2 separate regions of the Sus scrofa genome follow, and region 2 is linked to region 1. The links are chromatin contacts, called in public HiChIP or PLAC-seq maps. All regions are on one chromosome and are shown on one strand. The core of a region is the stretch at or near the end of the contact, and the rest is flanking DNA. Distances in the headings are between cores, read along the strand shown. Region 1 has its middle 150 kb from the start of ALDH8A1. Region 2 has its middle 300 kb from the start of ALDH8A1.

The links. HiChIP or PLAC-seq counts read pairs in DNA pulled down with a chosen protein or histone mark.
Region 2: an H3K27ac HiChIP or PLAC-seq map of alveolar macrophages shows a contact between it and region 1. The contact joins two enhancer-like sites. A contact is called at or near these places in 1 of 47 Hi-C or Micro-C datasets (embryonic fibroblasts) and 1 of 2 datasets of contacts at active chromatin or transcription factors (alveolar macrophages).

Annotation. Positions count from the first base shown.
Region 1 is chr1:29,210,180-29,217,742 of Sscrofa11.1, forward strand. No RefSeq gene overlaps it. Among named protein-coding and RNA genes, the nearest start is that of ALDH8A1, 150 kb to the left of the region's middle. Within about 2 kb of position 2,697, at least 2 of the 83 cell types and tissues checked have an H3K27ac peak or open chromatin away from gene starts, as enhancers often do. A contact at or near this core is called in alveolar macrophages, where this site is marked.
Region 2 is chr1:29,352,311-29,359,873 of Sscrofa11.1, forward strand. No RefSeq gene overlaps it. Among named protein-coding and RNA genes, the nearest start is that of ALDH8A1, 300 kb to the left of the region's middle. Within about 2 kb of position 2,536, at least 1 of the 83 cell types and tissues checked has an H3K27ac peak or open chromatin away from gene starts, as enhancers often do. A contact at or near this core is called in alveolar macrophages, where this site is marked.

The DNA.
Region 1 (7,563 bases), core at 1,447-3,946:
TGTTACTGGCTTTTCTTCCCTTGACTTTAGACCTCTGTGAAGTAGACTCCACCTTCTCAGCTATTGCTGGGAGTCCCCAAGGGGAACTGTATAGGTTGTATTCAGTTTCCATGAGGCCTCCTTGACTTTTCTCCTCTTTCCACTCCAATATCTTCTTCCTGGGTGTCTCTATACTCACCAATGGCCATTAAACTGGGTATGGCAGGAGCTGTCTTTTATAGGGATCTACCTTTGCTCAACCCCTGGAGATCCTAGGTGCTGCAGGGGGTGGTGTTCTGTTGTGACAGATGTGTCAAGACGACCTTTCGCCTTTCTGACTGTCACTCTGTTGGATCGACACAAAATCACGGCTGTTTGTGCCCCAACAGAATGCTTGGAAAAGGAGAATTTTCATTTCTTATTTTGAGTGCTACCATACACCGGACTTCAGACAGGCCTATAGGGAGTTGGGCTGCACGTAATCACCGTGTTAGAGCTAAACTCTCTCGCCCCCTGAACACCTAAATCATTGGCATACGTCACTCCTCTCTTAGAGCAGGAGGCTTCTCAGGTGCTCAGGTGCATAGACGGTAGGCAGACCTTCTTACCAGTTCACAGACGTGCAACATACGTCTGAAACTCACTGGGATACACTCCTTATATGTAGTTTGACGCTCCCCTCTTATACAGGGATAAGCAGGGACATAAAAAAGATGCCGGGAACTGTCATGTATGGTAAAGCACGTGACAGAGAAAGAGGGGTTTTGACTATAAGCTTTGTGAAGAGCAAGGAAGTTGGGAGAAGAATAACCTAAGACCCTGCCACAGGGCCGTCTGGAACCGGAGAAGAGGAGCGTGTGAGAGGGACCAGCTTCCAAGCCGAGTGAAAGGAAGGGAAAGGGAGGCAGGATGGATTGAAGTTTGTGATTCCTTGCAATGATAAAAGCTGATATTACCTGATTTCCCACTCGGCACCTGACAAGGATTCAAGAAGTGATGTTGCTTGTTTTGGGAAAGGGTAAGGTGAGACACATTCACTCTTTCACAGCTAATTTATTGCTCTGCTTTGTAATCCCCCCCTTTTTTTCCCCTTTCAATTTTCACTGATAGCGATTTTCTATACATTATAGAAAGTGAGAAGTAAAATATCTTCTATGCAGTTTTCCAGGCATAAATTTAGGTCAGAGCCATATAAAAGCAGAAATTTTCTGTTTTGACCTTTTCATGTGTTTAGTTGTACTTTATGAAATGATGACGCATCTGTAGCTGGGACACATGTTAACTGTTTTTCACATGCCACAGACAGCCCTGCTGTGTGTTTCTCTCGCTTCGCTGTAGAAGGCACTCTGAGCCAGCTAGACTTAATTTCTTGAAGATTTTTAGACTCTCATGAACTCTATTTCTCTTCAAGCTTTTGGTTTTAACAGAACAAAGTAGACAGCAATATGCAGTGGCCTTCATTGAGCTGCCCTTTATTAAATAAACGAATTCACGAGGACCATTTGCCAGTTACTAAGAAAACTGCTTAAATAATCTACCTCCAGATATAATACAGAAAGAAACATTTGTGCCATTGTGTTGGAATAGAAAAAGTTCTGGTGTTAATGGTACCCAAAGGGTTTTTCTTATGCCCTTAAAAACAATTTTGCAGATTTGTTCAGTTCATTAATTGATTTCCAAATATGGCTTTTGAGTGAGAAAAAAATCAGAAATGCATTATGCATTAATGAATGGATGAGGAAGGGAAGGACTCCAAGAATAAATTGTAATGTGAGCTATCTATATTTATCAAATAACACTCATTCTTTTACAAATAGAATCTTTAACTTTATTTTCTTGGCAATGACTAGGCATAGGAAGGAACTAATACTATCTGAAATAAATGAGCCCATATATATCATCACAGGATGTGATTTGTATCGTATTCCTCCCAAGGGTATTTGGGAAAGGAGAGGAAATTTTGTCCTGTGTGTTGTATCAAGAAACCAAGAAGCAAGTAAGGGTCTTAGGGGTTTTTTTGTGCATGTGATTTTTATTATATATCCAAAATACTTGTTAATTATTTTAAAAATGAAGAAAATTCATGGATGGATTATTTTCTTTTAGTTGAGAAAATTTTGGAAGTTACTTGGCAGCCCCACGATAACAATGTGACTGTTGTCATTTTCACATTTCCTCCATTTTTCACATGTATAGTTTAGATAGAATTTTTTTTTTTTTTGGTCTTTAAGGCTGCACTCATGGCATGTGATGGAAGTTCCTAGGCTAGGGGTTGAATCAGAGCTGTAGCTGCCAGCCTACACCACAGCTCACAGCAATGCCTGATCCTTAACCCACTGAACAAGGCCAGGGATCGAACCCGCCTCCTCATGGATCCTAGTTGGGTGCTTTAACTGCTGAGCCATAAAGGGAACTCCCAGTTAGTTTGAATTTTATGAGTATGACCCACAGGCTCCACCTGAATAGATCTGTTGTAATTCTTATGTTTTATGCCTCCACCTAGAAACGTGGGAAGTCCTCATGACAGACAAAAATTTGCTACCTTTAAACCTGCTTGATCAAAGGACAGAGGCCCTTAATAGTGACCATCACAAAGCACCACATGGTACCTCACCAACGGAACAGTCACTGCTCCTTCAGGAATCTCCAAGGTGATGCTCAGACCACTGCTGGTATTTTTGCTTCTCCAAGGCATATAAAGATCATGGTCACTATCTATACACTTCCTTAATTCTTCAGCCCACTGACGTCTGTCTTTGGGTTTTTAAGTTGCTTTACCAAGGTCATTACAGGGCTCTCCATGCCAAATACCCACCCACCCACCCTATTCTCTTTCATCTTGATCTCTGCAGCGTAAGAGCACATCCTTATTGAAACTCTCTCTTCCTTCAGCTTCCACAGTCCAAGTCCTTGAGGTTTTTTCCCTTCCCCTTCTAATTCTCCTTCAGGTCCATTTTTTGTGTGTGTGTATACGTTCTTTTGTGTTTACCATCCACAAAACCCTTCCAAATCTCCGTGTGATCTGAGGTCAAGCAGCAGCAACAACTCTTAGGAGTTCTAATTAGAAATGCAGAATTCAGGTTGCATCCCAGACCTCCTGAGTCAAAATCTGCCCTTTTTTTTTTTTTGTCTTTTTGCCTTTTCTAGGGCTGCTTCTGTGGCAGATGGAGGTTCCCAGACTAGGGGTCTAATCAGAGCTGTAGCTGCCAGCCTACACCACAGCCACAGCAATGCAGGATCCGAGCCTCATCTGCGACCACAGCTCAAGGCAATGCTGGATCCTTAACCCACTGAGCAAGGCCAGGGATCCAACCCGCAACCTCATGGTTCTTAGTCGGATTCATTAATCACTGAGCCACGACGGGAACTCCCAGAATCTGCCTTCTGACAGGACCCCCATGTGACCCCCTTGCACTTCAAGTTTGAGAAGCACTGCTCTAAACAATAGTGTCCCCTCAGCTCTGTCCTCTGTCCCTTTTTTCTTTTCCTGGATAATCCCACAGATGCCCCAGACTTTAACTTTGACATTCTATGACTTTCAAAGTAACTCCTGCTAGATGTTATCTTTGGAGTGCGGGGCATTCATTTCATTTTGCTTAACTATGTGCATATCCCATAGGTACAATGAACTAAATATGTCTAATATTGAACTCATTTTCATTTACTCCTCTATCCGCCCGAGCACCCAAGCCAGAAACCCATTATTCTTGACTCCCTCTCCTCCCAGCAGTGGTAGAAGAGACTAATAGTGAAACCTCGGCCATAGAGAATACCCTGGGAAAATTTAAAATTAAATGCTCCCATTTTATCATAAGTCATCCTCCCCCTCCTCTCTCCCACCTCAAAAGAAGGGAAACAATTCTCTCAAGGTCAGCTGTCAGATCTGGTTTGCTTGTGGCTTCCTGAGAGAACATGGAGAGTTTTCCAGTGGAAAACACTTGCAAGTTGGGCATAGCCTAGTTCTTTTCATTTGTTTTTAATAATCAGAGTAGAGGAAAAATGGAATCTTAAACAGGTCAGTGAAAAGTGGAAGTGGAGGTCCTGTGCAAGAGATGGCGAAAATATATACATCCTGGTTGGCATTCTGACTGCTATTAAAAGGAAACCTCTGTAATGCTTTGGAAGTTCACCAGATGTTGATGTTTCTTTATTCTTGAAGCTATATGCTTCCAGGAGCGAAAGTTTATGTTAACTTTTCTTTTTCAGGATTTTAGTTGCCCTCTGAATAACATCGAGAGTTGAGTTAATCTGTTTGTGATTAGTTGGAATGACATGTGTGGGCTCAGAGACTGCTGGTTGCCTGTGAATATCCAGCATCCCCTCCTCCTCCTCCTCGGGAACAGGATCCTGACCTGAATTGAGGTGGTAGCTCCCTTGCAGTCATTAGTGTGAAGAGCAGCTGCTTGAATGAACAGCCATGCGTTGAAGCATCTCTGCCCCATCACCCTCTTCCTGCCACACTCTGGTGTGAGCATCGCTGCTGTGGGAGTCTGGGCCCTCTGGACAAGCTGCCACTGTGCACTGCCTGGTTCAGACCCCAGAGGAACTGCCTAGCTCCATCTTTAAAGCTCCCTCTGGTGCCCCAGAGTGATGGCCCAGGGAGTGAAAGAGCCTTCACACCAGGCTCTTAGAAGAGCATACCTTTAGTGTCTCTAAGCAGGCTTAGCATCTCTAAGGCTCTTCAGTATCATCATTCACCTGAATGGTGTATACGTAGTCATTTGCTGTCTGGACTGGATAACCAACTGCCATCTGTGACACGATTTGTATGGGGAAAATGAATTTGGCACTCCAGACATCTAATTTACTAAGCAACATTTGCAGCATGGCCTGTATGTGTAAGTGAACGCCTGCCAGGGTATGTGGACTGTGATGAATCAGGAATCAAGAGCCTCAAGTTGAAAAATGGATTTGATTCCTAAAATGGCTATGACTATGCACAAGAACAGATTTAGAGAGGCAGAAGCCATAGATGGTTGAATTCAGTGAAAAAAAAAAAAAAAAAACAAACCAACCAAACAACCAACTAGCAATTTGATGTAATTCAACTATTTCCTCACTCACCCACTTGGCTGAAATAAAGTGGTTTATGCTGTCTTTTATTGAATGCTCCTTGACGCCTTCAGATGGAAATGTAAATCAGGCCACCACTGAGTCACAAACCTATCCCCAGAAATGCCCCTGCACCATGAGTAAGGAGAGGCTCTATGTTCTTCCTATTTTCGAATAGAAATTTCCAAAGGAATTGGCAGAGACAATGTCTCAGTTTGGCATGACTTTAAGTTCTTTAAACCAGTGTATACTGTTAAGCCTTTATTATTTGTAGAAGAACAAATAACTTGAAGTATATGTGTTTCATAGGATCCATCTGGGCTTTATTTCATTGTAACTTGCCAACTTCTTATAACCGACCAAATTCTTGTAAGGGGATTAGAAATATAATAAAACAATACAGGAGAAATAGTGATTGTCTCTAGTTTCCTCAAAGGGATTGAGAAGTAAAAGCTGATTAAATAAGTGAAAGTCAAAGTGGCCCCAACCCAAAGGGGAACCGAGGAAAATAGGGCTTGAGTAGGTGACAGAGCTACAGGGTGGCCCAGAGCCATGTCACTGGGTCACCAGGCCTGAGAGCAAAGGCAACTTCTGCCCTAACTGGCTGTTCAGGTTTGGAGAAGACATTGAACATGTTTAGGCCACAGGTTTTTTTTTTTGTCTGTAAAGGATATTTGCTGCTATTGCTGATGTAGCCAAAATGATCATCCTAGGCTTGAAATGGTGCTGATGAAGACACCTGTGTTTTAGAACATTATTGTATGTTTTTATTTATTTATTTATTTTGGTGTCAGTGGACCAAACTTTTTTTTTTTTTTATTATTACTTTCTTTTTTTTTAATTCGGAAATTTTATTTTCATTTTTTATATAATAAAATACATACATTTAAACACAATTACATTCACACAGATTATTATATCATGGATCTTAAGAAACAAATTAAGTGACTCCCTCTGGAGAAGTGGAATGGAAAATATGCTGAGACAAATAGGAATTTATTCTATACTTTATCCCATTTTGTATGGCTTTCATCCTTACTATTTAGTATTATCTATTGCATTTCAATTTTTCTTTAAAAATTAGCATTATATTAAAATTGTTATATTATGCAACTAAAATTTATAAAGAAAGCCTTACATACCATTAAATATTTTATATAGCCTAATAAAAAGAATAACTTAACTGGTAAGAATAACAAAAATAATATACCCTCTGAAAATAAGTAAAATATAAAATGCATAAATTGGTTAAAAAACAGTATAATTATATAAATATGTCCTCACAGTTTGTTACATCTTATTGATTCTTCAATATAGGCATTACACCATTCTAGGTGATGTGATAAGATATTATAGATCTTACATTGTACCATGGGAAATGGTTATTAATAATACAATTGTAGAACTGTATTATTTAATTGTACAGTTGAATTATTTAATTATAATTATCATAAATTCTTTGATAGGAAATCAGAATCAGATGTAAGAAGACTTCAGCATTCCAAGAATGATGTCAAATGACCCCCTTTATGGTATATTATGCACTTATTTACTATGAGAGATATTTCTTCTCCAGAGATTCCTTGTTTGTGTATCAATTTTATTTTTGTTTTGCAGTTATTCTGAAGTTTTGATATAAGGGTCTATATGTATATGAGATTGTTTAAGTTGTTTTCTCTTAATTGCAAGTTCATCTCCAGTGTCCTGCATTTGTACCCACATCTTCTCATGATTTCTGATTTTGGTGGTATAATTGTGCATGGATGATTTTGTATCTTTACTGTATATATACCTTTACTCTATATGGTGAGCCTTGTCATTTGTGGAATTTTTGTTTCCTGTTGCTGTCTTGTCTTTTCTGCCTAGAGAAGATCCTTTAGTATTTGTTGTAAGGCTGGTTTAGTATTGCTGAATTCTCTCAACTTTTGCTCATCTGTGAAGGTTTTGATTTCTCTTTCAAATCTGAATGAGAGCCTTGTTGGGTAGAGTAATCTTGGTTGGAGGTTTTTCCTTTCATCACGTTAAGTATATCATGCCACTCCCTTCTGGCCTGCAGAGTTTCTGCTGAAAAATCTGCTGATAACCTTATTGGGGTTCCCTTGTATGTTACTTGTTTCTTTTCCCTAGCTTCTTTCAAGATTTTCTCTTTGTCTTTAATTTTGGTTAGTTTGATTAATATGTGTCTTGGTGTATTCCTCCTTGGGTTTATTTTATATGGTACTCGTTGTGCTTCCTGGATTTGAGTGAGTGGTTCCTTTCCATGTGAGGGAAGTTTTTGGCTATGATCTCTTGGAATATTTTTTCTGTCTCCTTCTTCTCTCTTCTCTTCTGGCACCCCTATGATACGAATGTTGGTGCGTTTAACATTGTCCCAGAGTTCCTTGAGACTCACTTCAGTTGTTTTCAATCTTTTTTCTCTTTTCCGTTCTGCATCCGTAATTTCCACTAATCTGTCTTCCACCTCGCTTATTTGTTCTTCTGCCTCCTGTATTCTGTGTTAGCTGCTTCTAGTGAGTTTTTTATTTCAGTTAT
Region 2 (7,563 bases), core at 1,286-3,785, 140 kb after region 1:
GGTGTGGGTTGCAGATGCTGCTCAGATCTGGCATTGCTGTGGCTGTCGGGTAGGCCAGCAGCTGCATCTCTGATTCAACCCCTAGCCTGGAACTTCCATATGCTGCATGTGTAGCCTTAAAAAGAAAATAAATCAATCAATAAAATAAAACATCATCTTGGGTCACCAACCATCTTAACTCAGGATTTCACTTTTGACAGGGGTATCCAAGACCATATTATAAATATAATTTCTTCCCCAGACCTCAAAGAATGAAGGCATCATCCTAAACTTCCTTCAAAACTTCTCACTAAATTCTTTCATGAATGTGTTGTCTCCTTTTGAAGTCTGTTTGCATGTCTTAATTTTTTAATTGAAGTACTATTGATTTAAAATATCATCGTAGTTTCAGGAGTACAACATGGTGATTTGATGTTTTTATCCACTGCGAAATGATCATCACCATGATAAATCATTACCATCTGTCGCTACACAAAGTTCCTGCAGTATTACTGACTCTATCCCCTATGCTATGCATGATGTTCCTGTGGGTTATTTTATAACGGGAAGTTTGTGCCTCTTAATCCCCTTCACCTATTTCATTCTTCCCCAGCCTCCACCTTGAAGCTACTAGTTCGTTCTCTGAACCTATGACTCTATTTCTATTTTATGTTTGTTTATCGTTTTGCTATTTAGATTTCGCACATAAGTGAAATCACATGTTTGTCTTTTTCTGTCTGACTTATTTCACTTATCATAAACCCTCCAGGACCAGCCATGTTGTCACAAATAGCAAGATTTCATTCATTTTTTATGGCTGAGTAATATTTTGTTGTATATATGTGTGTGTGTGTGTGTGTGTGTATACCACATCTTTATCCATTCATCTATTGATGGACACTTGGGTTGCTTGTGTACCTTGCTTTTGTACATAGTGCTGCAGTGACCATTGGGGTGTAGGTATCTTTTTGAATTAGTGTTTTTGTTTTCTTATAATAAATATTTGGAAGTGGGAATTCCCATCGTGGCTCAGCAGAAATCAATCTAACTAGTATCCATCAGGACACAGGTTCGATCCCCAGCCTCACTCAGTAGGTAAAGGGTCTGGCATTGCTGTGGTTGTGGCGTAGGTCAGTAGCTACGGCTCCAATTCAACCCCTAGCCTGGGAACCTCCATATGGGGATGGTGTGGCCCTAAAAAGCCAAAAAAAAATTTTCAGAAGTGGAATTACTGGATCATATGGTAGTTCTATTTTTAATTTTTTGAGACACCTCCATACTGTTTTCCATGATAACTTCACCAGTTTACATTCTCACCAACAGCGTAAAAGTGTTCTCTTTTCTCCACGTCCTCGCCAACACCAAGGAAGACTGGAAGACTGAAAAAATGGTGTGTGTGCACGTGTGGCAGGGAGGGAGGTGTGGTTTCAATGTATCCCAATTTGCTAAAATAAAATTGCCCATAAGTGATCCTATTTCTATAAAATGCAATAAGTACCTCTGACCCCCTAAATCCCTCATAACTTCTCTATTCAGAAGATAGAGTCACTTTTAATGGATGGTATGTTCTCAGGAGGGATTCATCAAGCTGATTAATGGAAGGCTACCTAACATATCCAGAGATATATGTCAATAACTTCAGGCCTATTCATGACATGAGGTAATCATTTTTCTCCTTGAGATTCTCTCTCATGCAGTTCATTTCAGTTTTCTTTCCTAATTCTGGTAAGGGTTTTATAGTAGTGATTGTCTGAGATTGGGATTGATTTTCTCTGAGGTAGCTTGCCTTTCCAGAGTGGTCTAAAGGGAACTCAAAAGGTTCAAAAATCAGGAGTTCCCATCATGGCTCAGCGGAAATGAATCTGACTGGTATCCATGAGGATGCAGATTCGATCCCTGGCCTCTCTCAGTGGGTTAAGGATCCAGCGTTGCCCTGACTTGTGGTGTAGGTTGCAGATGCAGCTCAGGTCTGGCGTTGCTGTGGCTGTGGCGTGGGTCAGCCACTACGGCTGGGATTTGATCCCTAGCCTAGGAACCTCCATGTGCTGCAAGTGCAGCCCTAAAAAAAACAAAAATAAAAAAAAAAGACAAAATTTCAAAAAGCGGTGTTCTCATGTGAAGAAGTGAAGAGGGAGACAAAATAAGATGAACTGAAAACCTTCACTTTGCAGGCTGAAAAACTCGTGGTTACTCAGTTACTTTGGAACTGCTACTAAACATATTTCACCCTCTATTTCCCAATAGTCTCTAAAATGAAACCTAGCAGAGCAGATTTCTTGGCAGTTAACTGTTTGCAGGATCTATATGAAAGATTGAAAAAAGGGTTCTAAGAAGTATATTTGGAATCAAATAAAACACCTAATTTCATAAATATATTTTGATAAGAATTTTTATTTATTATTTATCCTTTTAAAGTCCAGGAGGAGGTAGTAAGTTAAGAATTGCATCATGAATGCCACAAGTGAGTCTATTTTTTAAAGAATATAAAGAAAGCAGACACATACAGATATTCAGAAGCAGATGAAACAGAAAGGAGGCCAATGACTCAACGTTTTTGACACTTAACAGTGGGTTGACTTGGTTTTAATTCCAGGCACGGGCAAAGGTTCAAGTTGGAACTCATTTTATTCAAACTGGTTTTCCCACTGTCTTTAGTTACATCGTGACAGAACTCCCACCACTTTGCCTCCAATACCAAACACTTTGCCAATACATTTATTGGATTAAAGGAAAATACAGCTTAAGTAAACATGTTCTCAGAACCCCAAAAAGCACACGTCTTTTCTTCATGAGTCCCCCTTCTTCCCTATATTTTCCCTAGACTCTTTCACTGACATGTGGCTGAATTCAGACAAGACCACACCTCTTTGCTGCCAGATACTCTTGTGGAGAAGGAATCTGTAGAGTTCCTGTTGTGGCTCAGCAGGTTAAGAATTCGACTAGTATCCATAAGGATGCAGGTTTGGTCCCCAGCCTCACTCAATGGTTAAGTATCCAGTGTTACCAAGAGCTGTGGTGTAGGTGGCAGACACTGCTCTGATCCCGTGTTGCTGTGGCATAGGCTGGCAGCTGCTGTTCTGACTCAACCCCTAGCCTAGGAGCTTTCATATGCCACAAGCAAAAAGCAAAAAAAAAAAAAAAAAAAAAAAAAGAGAAGTACTCTAGAAAATAAAGACACTCAGTTCATTGGCCAGCTAACTCCAGCTAGGCCCAAATCACTTTGCTACAAATCCAATATTATTATTTTATACCAAACTTCTAGCCACTGTGCTTTAGACCGCGCTTCTTAAAATGTGCACAATCCAAGCTGTGTCTGTTTATCTGTTAAATAAAGGAGGAAGAGAGGCTTCATCTTGTCTGAGAGGCCTGAGATATCCTATAAAGCCTTCTAGATCTACCAGGCAGTGATGCTGATAGTCATGAACTGCTCTTCTCCTCAGAGGAACGTGTACATTGTTCCATAAGGTTTCTACTAATCACATAAAACAAACTGAGTTTGTTTCTTTGATACCAGGCCTCTGGGCTTAGTTTTTGATTGGCACAAGTCTACTTGCACAGGAAAGAACAAAATGTGCCTGTTACCAAAGTGCTTTGGAGAATATTAATGTTTGTCTCAAGAGTATCTTAAAGTCACTTCACTCCCCACCACTGATACCCTCTTCTGTGCTTAGTGTGAACCATTCCTTCAAAAGGAAGGACTTAGATTCTCTTTTCCAGCTCTTTTCCATAGCATCAATTGTCTCTAACAAACTGCAGTTCTTTTTTATTTTTTAACTGAAGTATAGTTAAAGTTTCAGGTGTATAGCAAAGTGATTCAGTTATATGTGTTTGTGTAGGTGTGTGTATATATATACTTTTCTGGATTCTCTTCCATTACAGGTTAATATAAGATATTGGATATAATTCCCTATGATATACAGTAGGTCCTTGTTGTTTTATCTATTTTATATAGAGTAGTGTGTATATTTTAATTTCAAACTCCTAATTTATCCCTCCCCTCACTTTTTCTCCTTGTTGTAACCATTACCAGTAGTTGTTTTCTATGTCTGTGAGTCTGTTTCTATTCTGTAAATAAGTCATCTATATCTTTTTTTATTTCTTTAGATTCCACGTATGGGTGATATCATATAGCATTTGTCTTACTCTTTCTCACGTCACTTAGTGTAATACTCTAGGTCCATCCATGTTGCTGCAAATGGCATTATTGCATGCTTTTTTTGGCTAAGTAGTATTTCATTATATATATGTACCACATCTTCTTTATTCCTTTCTCTGTTGATGGATATTTAGGTTGCTTCCATGTCTTGACAATTGTAAACAGTGTTGCTATGAACATTGGGGTGCATGCACCTTTTTGAACTAGAGTTTTTATCTTTCCCAGGTATATGCCTAGGAGTGTATTTGCTGCGTCGTATAGGAACTCTATTTTTAGTTTTTTAAGGAACCTCCATACCTATGGTTTTTTCTTCTTTCAACAGTAGCTTACTTCCCAAGGATGCCTTTAAAGGATTACTTAAACAATTACCACATTTCAGTTGTTCTCAGGCTAGGATAATTTAAGAGTCGCTGGTAAAGGACACAGGAACAAAGAGATCCCAGAACAGCTGGTACACTTGATTGGAAAGGAGTCCTACTCTGGGCCAGAAATTACTGTTTATGCTTGGAATATATTAAGTACTACGGCAAGTTATGAGCATAACGTCTCAGTTAAGACCAAAGGCCTAACCATAATTACAAAAAAGCCCAGAGATTTTGAAAAAAAAGGACACACAATACTTTAGATAATTCTGATGGCTTATTACCAAAAACCCCTCTGAATAAAATTAACCCAGTAAAGAAAACATGATACATGGGTTTCAATCAGTGATCAGTTATAATTATTTTCTGTGTGTGGTCTTGGAAGGTAAGAAATAGGATTCTACCAGTAGCATGTCATTTCCTGCCCAGTTATGCCCCAAAGGCCAAATGGGTCTATATGTTGGTAGAAGAGTATAAGAGTTTGGTCTGATAATAAGCTTTAGTTTAAGAGTCGGGATCGATTGCATAAAGCTGTTCCCTTCGAAATAAGCATTCTGGAGATTATTACATACTTTAAAGTGAAGTGTTGCAACATGCTAGTTTCACAGTATTGTACCCTGCCAAAATTGGGAGAGGTTGTACAAGGTTCCTATTGGTCTGTTTGTGACCCATTACTTATTTGTTTCAGTCATTATCAGTATCATGACCACACTATTTCATGGATATAGTTATATCTGTGTTCAAGATATGGGATGTATACCTTTTGCTAAGTTAAAATAACAGAGAAGATATCATGGAAAGGTTTTATATATATGTGAAGGCAGAGGTGGGTGGGAAGTGGAGGAGTAGGAAGAAGGGAATATTTCCTAGTGAGTCAATTCACACTTTAAATACTTAAGAAAACCCTGTAAGAAACATTGCTTTCATTAGTCCTTGCAAGAATTTTGTCCAGTTCCCATTGTGGCTCAGCAGGTTAAGAAACCAGCTAGTATCCATGAGGATGCAGGTTTGATCCCTGGCCTCACTCAGAGGGTTAAGGATCCAGCATTACTGCAAGCTGCAGTGTAAGTCAAAGACATGACATGGATCTGGCATTACTGTGGCTGTGGTGTGGGCTAGCAGCTGCAGATCCAATTTGACCCCTAGCCTGGGAACTTTAATATGCTGTAAGTGTAGCCCTAAAAAGAAAAAAATCGTTAAACAAGAATTTCTGTCTAGAGACAGTGCATTAGTTATGGACCACTTACATGGCAATCAGAGTGATGGAACCATCATTATGTCTATCAATCAATCACATTATCTTCCAATGTATCCTTTGCTGATCAGATTGGGAAAAGTCTAATTCAGAGCAGCAATTCTGGAATAGAACTTATCTCACACAAGGAGATATAATTGTAGTGCTACAATCCTGATGAATCTTCAAGGAAATATTAGAGATCTTCTATTGATATTTTCATAAAAGGGACAAAGAGAAACTGTTACAATTGAAATGTCCTGAGAAGAAATGTATTCTAACAAGAAATGTCAATGAAAAGACTGTCAAGAAAATGCAACAATCTATTACCTATATTAGCTATAAAGTATTTTTTCTAACCACTGGCTCTCTAACCCCCATCACATTTTTTTTGGTATAGGAATATAATAAACAATAGAGCAGTGTGATTACTTAATGAGGTGAAGCATAAAATACTATAGAAAGTAATGATCAAAAATCTTTAGTTAAAAAAAAAAAGATTTGAAAGCTTTTGAAATTGATTTCATTGCAGCACAGAAAAATATTGGGAAGGGAAGGAGTAAATACCAAAAATCAGTAAAAATTCATGGAGAGGTTGAGATAGGCTCATTGTGTTTCCTTTCTTTCTTTCTTTCTTTCTTTTTTTTTTTTTGGCTTCTTAGGGCTGTACTTGCAGCATATAGAAGTTCCCAGGTTAGGGGTCCAATTGGAGCTACAGCTGCCGGCCTAGGCCACAGCCACAGCAACACAGGATCTGAGCCGTGTCTGCAACCTACACCCCAGCTCATGGCAACACCAGATCCTTAACCCACTGAGCGAGGCCAGGGATCAAACCCACGAATTCATGATTCCTAATTGGATTCGTTTCTGCTGTGCCACAATGGGAATTCCTGCATTTCTCAGTATGAAAGAATCCAAGCAAATGGAATAATTTCCCAATGATATAAGCACTGAAATTCAAGTTACTCTCAAATCCAGAGAGATTCTTTCTTTATTTCCTGGGTGAAAGGTTGAAAATTGAGTTGGCTATTTGAAATGATTTAGCTACTTTACACTAAATATCTAAAACTGGGTGCACAGGTAACAACTAAAATTCTGCCATGGATGCATAGGAGAGGTGATTTCAAGGCTCCCTCACTGGCTAACATCTACAATCAGGTTTTCTTATTTCTAGACAACTAAATATAAAAAGAGTATTCCTCTTCTTACTTTTCCAACAAATCATCTTTTTACTTTGAACCTATTTGTTTCTTTATAAAGTAGATTTCTATTGGGCAGCTTGCATCTTGTTTTTATCCAATATGACATTCTCTGCTGTTTAATTGTTGTGTTTAGACTATTTATAATTAACGTTATTGTTGATATGATTGAATTTAAATATGCCATCTTGTTCTTTGTTTTGTTTGTTATATAAACTGTTTTACTTTTCATGAGTATTTTTTTGAATGGATTTTTTACACCCAATGTAAGTAGCAGTAAAAGTTCTTTGGATGCTTTGTCTAGTCTTCTGAATATTTCAGACTGTAAATGTATAATTTCAAAAAATTTTTGGGCAGTTTTTGCTGTGGCTCAGCAGAAATAAATCTGATTAACATTTATGAGAATGTAGGTTTGATCCCTGGCTTTGCTCAGTGGGTTAAAGAACACTATGAAGCTGTGGTGTAGGTAGTAGATGTGGCTACATAAACACCCAAAACAAATCAAAACAAAAACTATTTTTTGCACAGAGTTTCAGTTAAGCATGGAAATACCTGCTCTGTATTCTCTACTGAAATTCCTCAGATGTAAAACAAAGGAGTTTTTTTTTTTAAACTCTTTATTTTGAAATAATA